3 separate regions of the Hordeum vulgare genome follow, and all the other regions are linked to region 2. Evidence: chromatin contacts called from public Hi-C data. All regions are on one chromosome and are shown on one strand. Each heading gives the region's core, a stretch centred on a gene start, on an enhancer-like site or on the middle of the called end of the contact. The rest is flanking DNA. Distances are from core to core; before and after follow the strand shown. Region 1 has its middle 93 kb from the start of LOC123410015. Region 2 holds the start of LOC123407310 (26S proteasome regulatory subunit 8 homolog A). Region 3 holds the start of LOC123413342 (serine-threonine kinase receptor-associated protein-like).

The links. A called contact is a pair of places that touch in the nucleus more often than the background predicts.
Region 1: a contact with region 2 is called in a Hi-C map of seedling, with 4 times the contacts expected there. The contact joins the enhancer-like site here to the promoter of LOC123407310 in region 2. A contact is called at or near these places in 2 of 6 Hi-C or Micro-C datasets (leaf and seedling) and 1 of 1 datasets of contacts at active chromatin or transcription factors (embryo).
Region 3: a Hi-C map of leaf shows a contact between it and region 2, with 2.6 times the contacts expected there. The contact joins the promoter of LOC123413342 here to the promoter of LOC123407310 in region 2. A contact is called at or near these places in 4 of 6 Hi-C or Micro-C datasets (leaf and seedling) and 1 of 1 datasets of contacts at active chromatin or transcription factors (embryo).

Annotation. Positions count from the first base shown.
Region 1 is chr7H:490,377,424-490,380,832 of MorexV3_pseudomolecules_assembly, forward strand. No RefSeq gene overlaps it. Among protein-coding and RNA genes, the nearest start is that of LOC123410015, 93 kb to the right of the region's middle. Within about 2 kb of position 2,153, at least 3 of the 3 cell types and tissues checked have open chromatin away from gene starts, as enhancers often do. A contact at or near this core is called in leaf and seedling, where this site is marked.
Region 2 is chr7H:490,671,201-490,674,491 of MorexV3_pseudomolecules_assembly, forward strand. It overlaps LOC123407310 (26S proteasome regulatory subunit 8 homolog A), which reads right to left and starts at 2,034. Exons shown (of 8, transcript XM_045100414.1): 1 at 1,723-2,034; 2 at 1,144-1,241; 3 at 216-440; 4 at 80-142. The coding sequence starts at 1,936.
Region 3 is chr7H:490,955,827-490,959,094 of MorexV3_pseudomolecules_assembly, forward strand. It overlaps LOC123413342 (serine-threonine kinase receptor-associated protein-like), which reads left to right and starts at 1,593. Exons shown (of 7, transcript XM_045106287.1): 1 at 1,593-2,038. The coding sequence starts at 1,921.

The DNA of each region.
Region 1 (3,409 bases), core at 903-3,402, 290 kb before region 2:
GGGACGCCATGTCCTATTTTTTCTGTTTTCTGTTCTCGTTATTTATTTATTTTTAAATTTTATTTATACTTTAAATGATTCTAGATATATTCAAAAAGAATTTTACAATAAGATATTTGAAAAATATTTAACATGTATTTTTCAAATATTGATTAAGAACTAAAAATATTAAAACTAAACTAAAAATGATTAATAAGTATTTTAAAATTTTCAATAAATATTAAAATGTTGAAAATCTATTTCAAAATTATTGAATAAGTATTAAAAATGTTAAATAATTATTAAAAATGTTTAAAGAGTGTTTGTGAAATCTAGAAAATGTATTTGTTTTAGTAATTACTAAAATATTTAAAAAGTACTGAAAATATGGAAGAAGCGCTCGAACAATGTTGAACGTGTATACTGAAAGTGTTAATCACTTTTTTTCATTACAAAAATATAGAATGAAAACAAAAACAAACAAAATAGAAAATAACAATGAAGAATAAATAAATAAAAATAAAAGGAGAATACAAAGAAGGAAAGAAAACAACAGCGAAAAGCGAGAGAAAAAAAGAAAAATAAAGAAAGGGAAACAAAATGGAGTATAAACAATGAAAAACACGGCTCATTTTGTACTCCCTCCGTAAAATATTATAAGAGCATTTAAAACAATATTTTAGTAATCTAAACGTTTTTATATTAGCTTACAGATGAGGTATTAAGAAAAGTCGCCCTACTTGTACATCACAAACACGAGCCTAGTACTATGGCTAGCCACACATGCTACGAACCGGAAGAGCGGCGTTTGAATCCTATGGACAGCCCCATTTCTCCACCCCCCGCCCCCCTCTAGCCAGAAGTTCTCCCTGTGCTCGTTTGATAAATAGTCACTGCACAGCCAGTCGGGCCCTATAACTCGCCTTCAACAAGTCTGGCTTTGGACTCGCTGAAGGGACCAGCGAGCTGGACCGGCCCGCGACAGAGGGAGGCAAGAGCCCCCGTTTCCTGGTTTTTTACGTCTTCTGTTTTAATTTTAATTTTTACTATATTACTTTTTTATGCTATTAAACATTATAATATATAGTACGAAAAATACTCTTAAAAAACATTTCAAAAAGTTGAGAAAGTATTTAAAAGATCAAGTATGTGAAAATGTTGAACAAATATTTGAAAGAATATTGAACAAGTATTTAAAAAATATGACAGAGTATTTGGAAAATGTTGACTAATGATTTGATAAAATGTACATCATGTATATAAAATATAGAATGTGTAATTTAAAAATGTTTAACAACTATTTGAAAAATGTTAAAAAATATTTCAATTTTTTTTGATCATGTAAAAAAGATTTGAGCAAGTATTTGAAAAATATTGAACACGTATTTGTAAAAATGCTGATAATGTGTATAAAAATATGAAAATAATATCTAAGCAATGTTAACAAATATTTGAAAATACTTGAACAAATATTTGAAAAATGTTAACAAAGTATTTGAAAATACGTTGACCAATTATATAAAAATGTTGACTAAGTACTTGAAAACTGTTGAATAACAATTTTAAAAATATTGAACAGATATTTGGAAATATATTAATCATGTATATAGGAATGTAGAATGAAAAAAAACCTAAGAAATTGAAAACGAAAATAAAAAAAGAATTGGGAAAGGAAAAATACTGAAGAAACAAGTGAAAAAAGAAAAGGCACAAATATAAAGAATAAAAAATTGGAAAAACTAAGACCGGAGATGGAAGAAAGAAAAGAAAGAAATGAAAACAAACAAAAGCATTGAAAATTGTAGAAAAGAGGATGAAAAAAATAGAGAATAAAATTTATAAAAAGAATCAAAAAATAGGAAGAAAAATTGAATAACACATAAGATATTGGAGAAAGAAAAAACCGGGAAACCAGTGGAAACTAGCTCGTTATGCCTCAGGTAGTGCGCGCCCACTTACTCTTACCCGAACTCGACTTGAGCTGGGTGGCTAGGAGCGTTGCGCAATAATCTTTAGACCAGGGATTAATTTCCGGGTTTCCCATTTTCTCTATTCTTTTTAAAGAATGCGCTCGCATAACGGGCCTGCCCGACATCGTAGCGCCCTATGCTAGAGGAGCTTCCCGTCTCGCTAAAGAGAGAAATAGCGCTCGCGCCGGAAGCTCCTAACCGGCGCTGCAGGCGCCAGTATCCCTAGCTGGCGCCCACACACCATGGCCTCATAGGCCGGCCCATATACGCGAACGCTTACTGGGATCAATCATGGTGAGCTCCGTTCAGTCAGTCGTTGATTAAATATGAAAAATTACGAAAATCACGCAATTAACGAATTTTTTTGTGAATTAAAAAGTTAGACTGATTTTGAACAAAAGATCACAAATTTTGCAAAAAAACCATCGGATTTGAAAAAAAGTTTATCAATTCTGAAAATGTTTATAGGATTTGAAAAAACAAAATCGTCAGTTTTGACAAAAAATTCATTATCTTTGAAAAAAAATCATTTATTTTCCAAAAAATTCGTTAAATCTGAAAAATGTTAGCGAATTTGAAAAAAAGTTCATCGATTTTGAAAACAGTTCTTCAAATTTGAAGAAAATTCATTGATCTTGACAAAAGTTCATCCAATATGAATAAAGTTCATGAAAATTGAAAAGGAATTCATCAATTTTGAAAAAGTTCTCTAATTTTAAAATAGTGGAAATATTTCACTGATTGAAAAGAAAACCCGTTGGTTTTATAAATATCATGAAATTTAGAATTGAAAAAAAAACAAAACATTAAGGTTCACTGATTTTTCAAAAAGGCACATTAAAGAAAACAAAAATATGATAAAAAAAATAAGAAGAAAAACCAAACTGACATATACAGTAAAATATTAATCTGAAATATAATTACACAAGTCGGGTCATGGCCGGATGGTTAGAGCCGAGTGCTCACCACAAAGTGGTTCGAACCCTCGTTGAACGAAATCTCCTATTTGTCGCATAGTGCAGCAAGTAGGTTCCCTGATCCTGTTTTTTACCAATTTTTTCGTTTTAATGTTCCTATTTATTTTTATTTTTTTGTTTTTTATATTTTTTTGTTTTTTGTTTCTTCTTCTTTCATTTTTTCCAAGGTTATTTAATCTTTTTAAAACAAAATCATGTTCGAAAATTGTTATTCAAATTCGAAAAATGTTTTTGTTTTTAAAATGAAATGTTCTATATTCCTAATAGTTGTAATTTTACAAAAATATTTGTAACTTCAAAAAATGTTCACGATTTTCAAAAATTGTTCAGTATTTCAAGAAAACGTTCACTATTTTTGGAAAATACCTGTTATTTTCAAAACATGTTTGTAATATCGAAATGTTGTCAATTTTAAAGTAAGTTGGTGTTCGAAATTTATTCTTCAATTTTGAAAAATGTTCTTGCTTTTAAAAAATGTTCCAA
Region 2 (3,291 bases), core at 784-3,283:
AGCAAGGATAATTATTTACCACTGAATAACTGGCTGAACCAATGCCAAATAAAGTGCAAATTGGTACACAAACTCAAACCTTTGGTTGGGCAATTCCGAGACTCTCGAACAGCTCAGGATGCTTAATGGGAAGCTCAATCACCTGAAAATCAAGTTGTTAAGCCAGAGTGCTAATGATACAACAAATGTACTGTACATTGAATATATTTACGAACCTCCTTGATCTCTTTAATTTGCTGATCAAGCCCACCAATCATATCGTAGGTAGAGTCAGGAACCTTCTCCACCTTCATAAGATTAACCAGTGGATCGACTTTGCTGGGCAGGATAAGGTGAAGCATGTAGCTGTCGTTCCGAAGAGCAACTCTTGTTGAAGGGGTTATCTTTGTAATATCAATACTTTTATCAAGATCAACGACATATTTGCCTTCTGGATGAACCTGAGAGATCGCACTTAACCATTTAGTTACAGTAAAAAAGGAGACTGGAACTCAGAGCTCCAACTTATATACAACATATAGGCCAACAGAACCAAGAGCCTCAGTACAACATAACTATGCATGTTTTATGTTACACAAAATTGCAACAGACTAGTAAGCACAGTGAGCCACCATATGCAAGAATAAAGAAATTATGAGCACAACTGAACCAAGCAAACAGCCTTTTTGGCAAACTCTATTATCATAATTATTTGTCAGCTTTAAATCGTTGATATTCTTACAGGCGAAACGAACAATGTCACATGAAATGTGAATTCCTGGTTCTGAACACTAAGTTGAACATCACAAATAAAACATTAGTTCAAGTTTTCATTCCATTGCATGTTTAGCCATATAGAAACTTAAAAAATGTTAACATAATACAGTCATGCACATGAGGATGTCAATATATCACAAAGCCATATACTTTTAGTGTCCTTTTCTCCTTGCTAAACAAATTTTCCTTTTTTAATTTTTGTGTTAAGGAAATCAAGTGGCTACTTTTCCTTGCCAGACAAAAATAATGTTCCACCGAGGATAAAAACATATGGCTGACCTACCCAATTGAGGGTTTGCAACAAAATACTGGTCATCCATTGTGCCTAAAGCAAAACAGATGTGCACAAGCATAGCTTGAAAGAAGTAACAGTGAAACATAATGTACCTTGACTAGAACCTTTGACTTGCCCATAACCTTCACAACCTCGCCAACATATGAGCCCGGTTCTTGAAGCAGCTGCAACTCTTCCCGGAGCATTCTAACTGGAATACCAAAATTGTGATGAGCATTTAAATTTTCAGCACAAGAGATCACACATTATAATCAAACAAAATTCAATGTCTCAGAAGCATTCCATATTCTAAATGAACAACAAATTCAATACCCCAAAAAAGCTGTTGAATTTCAATTAACGAAAGACATGTGAGCAGAGTTAGGACTATTTATACACGCTAAAAAAACAAAATTTCCACCAATCACGAACATGACGCATAAGTGGGACGCGTGAACATCACCAAAAGAAGCCTAAAATCGGGGACACTATCTACACGCCATCGGATTAAGCATGGTTGAAGCTCGGAACAAGAGGTCCAGGCGCAATTGGATCAAGCGAATCGCAATCAAACGATATGACGCAGCGGATCGACTTTTCTGCCATGACAGACACGCGCACATGGGAGGAACTAGGGTTGCGCGGCGGACTGGAAACAGCAGACGGAGGCTGGGGATCGGGGCCGTGCGTACCGCGAGAGTTGAGGTCGTTGCGCTGGGCCTCGAGGCGGTTGAGGTTGTGCGTCTTGGTCCGGATCTGGAGCTGCAGGTCGTGGATGTGCTGCAGGTAGTACTGGCGCAGCCCCTCCCCGCCGCCGGCCCTGCCCTTGGCCGACGCCGCCGACGGGTCGTCGACGCTCGCCGGAAGCGCCGAGGGCTTCGCGATGTCCATCGCCACCGCCGCCATCGGGGCACCCTCGTCTGCTCCGCCGCTCTGTAGGTGGCTCGAGTCTGCTCGGGTTCGAGGGGAGCTTTCTTTTCCGGCACGTTTGGTTCGCTTCTGGCTTTTGGTTCTCGGGGCTGGACGGGCGTGCCGTATATGACGGGTCGATCGCCCGGTGGTGCGTGGTGCGGGGTGCGGCACGGTTCGGTTCGGAGTAGTAGGTGCGAGAAGGGGACGGACACGGCCACAGATCGGAGCGGGCACTGTTGACCCACACTTTGTATTGTACTCCCTCCGTTTTTCTTTTCAGAGATTTCAATATGGGCAGTGTGTGCCGGCCTAAAACACTAGACCGCTCGTCCGTGTCTCTTTGGATTTGACATGCACGAAACCACCAAGACGGTTAGATGGCGCACGCACTCGCATCGGAAAAAAACGGTTTGTACTGGGATCAGTCGTCTTCTTCCTCGCTCCCACGAACTCCCCCGCATCTCCTCCTCGCCTGATCACTCCTTCCTCCTCTAGGCTCCTCTTGATCACCCCTTCCTCCCCTAGCCTCCTCTTGCAGCTCCGCGCGCAGGCTTTCGTCGCCGTCGCCGTCGCCGCTCGTCAGAGTAGCTCATCGCCGCTCGCCGAAGCAGCTCATCACCGCTCGCCGGAGTAGCTCGTCGGCTCGGCGGTTGCCATGTTGGTGCCCCGTGCAACAGCCGCACCCTGCGGTTGAAGCTTTTGTTGAGACCATTGTGGCTCCGGTTGGGACGACTGGAGCTCGCTGGTGTGCTCGCTGCCGCTCATCCCCGATGTGCAACTTCCAACAACAAAAAAGAGCTCAGGGGAAGATGCCGAGTGCTACAATCGACGACAAAAAAGCTACAACTAGCAACAGGAAAGGCTTCAGTCGGCTACAAAAAAAACTTCGACCAGTATACGACGGGAGCTATGGATGACCAACAAAAGTTACAACCGGTGACAAAAGTGTTTCATCTAGCGACGAAAAAAGCTTCATCCGACTATGAAAAAGTTTCAACCGTGAAGACGAAGCCATGGACGAAAAACGAAAAGTTGCAACCGGCATTTACAAAAGTTACAACCGCATTGAAAAAAGTTTCAAACATCTTATCTCAGTTGCGACCCGCGATGACGATGACGTCGTTTTGCTGCAACCGTAGTAGATATTTGCTACCACCGGGGATTGAAATTGTTACAACCAATATTCCACGGCTGATGCTGCTGCTCCACCAAGCTCCCAGGCCATGGTTGTAGAAAAACATGACGCCTGTTGTAACAGGGCACTATGTTGGTTGCAGCTTTAGCTTGGTCTCGTAGAGAAAACTACAGCATGCAGGGGCTCCGGCACCCCCCGACAGCATTACGGGAGA
Region 3 (3,268 bases), core at 343-2,842, 280 kb after region 2:
CAATCTTGTTACCGGCAAGTCTCTTTACTCGTTCCGTAATACAAGATCCCGTGGCTAACTCCTTAGTCACATTGCTTGCAAAGCTTGTATGTGATGTTGTATTACCGAGTTGGCCCCGAGATACCTCTCCGTCATACGGAGTGACAAATCCCAGTCTCGATCCATGCTAACTCAACAGACACCTTCGAAGATACCTGTAGTGCACCTTTGTAGTCACCCAGTTACGTTACGACGTTTGATACACACAAAGCATTCCTCCGGTGTGAGTGAGTTACATGATCTCATGGTCATAGGAATGTACACTTGATATGCAGAAAACAATAGCAACAAAATAACACGATCATATGCTACGTTCATAGTTTGGGTCTTAGTCCATCACATCATTCTCCTAATGATGTGATCCCGTTATCAAGTGACAACACTTGTCTATGGCTAGGAAACCTTAACCATCTTTGATCAATGAGCTAGTCAACTAGAGGCTCACTAGGGACAGTTTATTGTCTATGTATCCACACATGTATTTGAGTTTCCAATCAATACAATTCTAGCATGGAGAAAAAACGATTATTATGAACAAGGAAATATAATAATAACCAATTTATTATTGCCTCTAGCGCATATTTCCAACAACACGCTCTCTGCACGATGAAGACTAGGGTTTATCTACCCCCCGTCACCGACCGCCTCGTCTCTGGTGGCCTTAGGGCCATGGCGGCGCGGTGGATCCCAACCCTTGTCGGTTGGGGGCTTTGTTTTTAAAAGTTCCTTTGAGTTTTGTTAGAGTTTGCGTCCTGTTTAAAAAGACAAGAAGATGACGACTCCTTGAAAATGGAATAAGGTTCTCGTCACCTAGCTACCGCCGGTGATGTGCCTAGCATCGTTGGTGGGTTGTGGCGTGTGTCTCCGGTGAATCTGTTCTTGATGGATTTGCTCGGATATGGTTGTAGTTTGTTTATGTTCGTGTGTCTCCAGGTTGTATCCTTTTGATCTACACTACTCTTCATCGGTGACGGTTGCTGTTCTGTTACGCTGGTCCTAATTGGTCTTAGCAAGACGACTTTCTAACTGTCTACTACAACAAGTTTTTTTTGTCGCTCCGGTATGGGAGAGGCGATGAAGGAGGGCGCGCCTTCGACTCGCTTCAGTACTTGTAGTCATCGCTAGGTGGTATACAAATCTGGATATCTTTTTTTGGTGTTCCTTGTACTGTTATGATTAAAAATGAACAGATATAAAGTTTTTTCGCAAAATAAAACATATTTTGCTATGAGCCACAATGAAACATAACCTAGATATGCAGCAGACAAACAACGTGCGTATGTTTTTTTCTTATATGTATATCGGTTTAATGACTACATATACTTCTCAATTTCCACATCACGCTGTCAGGTTTTTAATTCGAAGAAAAAGAACCAACAATTTGGAGAAATTCAGACCAGCACCAAAGATTCACAAGCATGTCCCCAAAACAAGTCCAAAATCTAACCAACGAGGGCAGCACCGTCAGACCACACGATCCAACGGCCGACAGGAGCCCCGAGAGTCCGTGAGGGATTCATATAAGCCGGACCGTCGCCTTCCTGCCGCCCCCCACTCCCCTTCCCCGCTCCTTCGCCCAGTCCCCACCCCCGAGGCGAGCCAGCCTCACCCTCGGCTCCCTCCCTCCCTCCCAGTCCCACACCCCATTGCCGCCTCTATCCAATAAAAACTCCTGTACAGATCAAACTCCAGGGATCCGGATCAGCATATCCCGCGCCCCGCCGCGCGACTCCCCTCCCCGCCTCGATCCTCCCTGACATTTTTTTTCCCGATCGGGGCTAGGGTTAGGGCCTCGGGGAGGAGGGCGCCGCATTTCAGGCCGCCGCCGGAGTCGACGAGCCAGGCCGCCCGCGGAGGCTAGCGGGAGGGGGGCGAGGAGAAATGGAGAAGAAGAAGGTGGCGGTGTCCAAGGTGTGCCACGGCCACTCGCGGCCGGTGGTCGACCTGTTCTACAGCCCCGTCACGCCCGACGGCTACTTCCTCATCAGCGCCAGCAAGGGTAAGCGATCCGCTTCGCTCGGGTGCGGCTAGCCACCTCACCCCCTTTGTTATTTTTGGGGGATTGTATGTGTGCGGCCAGGATTCGTTCCGATCCAAAGCTGTCGCTGTGATGCGGACGGCAGCTATATGATTCCCGAGATGGTGGATTACGGTGCGATTACGGGTTTAAGCTGTTGCTCCACGGCACTGTATGGGTGAATTCGGTATCTGGTCGACGAATATTGGTTACTTGCTGTTTGTATTATGATGATTATAGATGCTCCCGTATTGTCTCACACACCTCTAGGGATAGAATCGGGTATGAGGTTATGGAATACGCTGATATTCTGTAATTTCACAATCTAGTCGAGTTTGCGCTATGTTGGATAGATTTCAAGGATTTAGAAGTTAGGGTATGTTTGGTTCCTAGCTACACTTTGCCACACCTCAACTTAGGCAAGTTTGACCAAGTTAGGAGGGTGCTTGGTTCTAGCCACACCTAAAGCAAGATTCTTTTTGTGAGTAGTAAGCCCTACATGTCGTAGATGCAAAAAGTGTGGCAAGATTCCCTAAGGCAAGCCAAAGTGTGGCTAAGAATTTGATCACCTCAAGTAAGGCAAGTGTGACAATCATTTAAAAGAAAAGAAGTGTGGCAATACGTGGCAAAGATAGTCACAATCCAAACGTGTTATTGCATGCCATGGTTGGAAGCCAAACTTTGTCACATGCCTTAGTCAAGTCTGTCCCAAGTTAGGAAAGTTTTCATTTTTCGGAATGGATTTCACCTTCTGAGCTCATTTAGCTATTTCCAGTGCGCTAGACAAGTGGAGTTGAGGCAAAGACTCTCTTAGTCTGCGTTTGGCAGTATGTCTGTGGATTGTGATAATCCAGCCTTTTCAGCCATTTATTTTACTGATTGACTAACAAACTTATCGTTGCTATTGTGGCTATCTACTTTATTGATGTGTATAATGTCAAATTGAGTTGGAACGTTACTGGATTGCTTGGATATTTGCAGGAAGTATATGTCTGCTTAGATGGAAGCCGTTAGATGAGTAATACGTAAAACTCCCCTTTTCCATTTCATGTTTTCTTCACCACTGAGCTGTCAGTTCTAGGGATGTAAACAAATGACAACTGCTGGATACTGTTAAAAATATTTTTCTATCCATATCCGTGGTTTCAAACAGGACACAACTAATATGTATTCTTCACTAGCTGTTGTAATAGCATTTCTCGGCCATTAGAC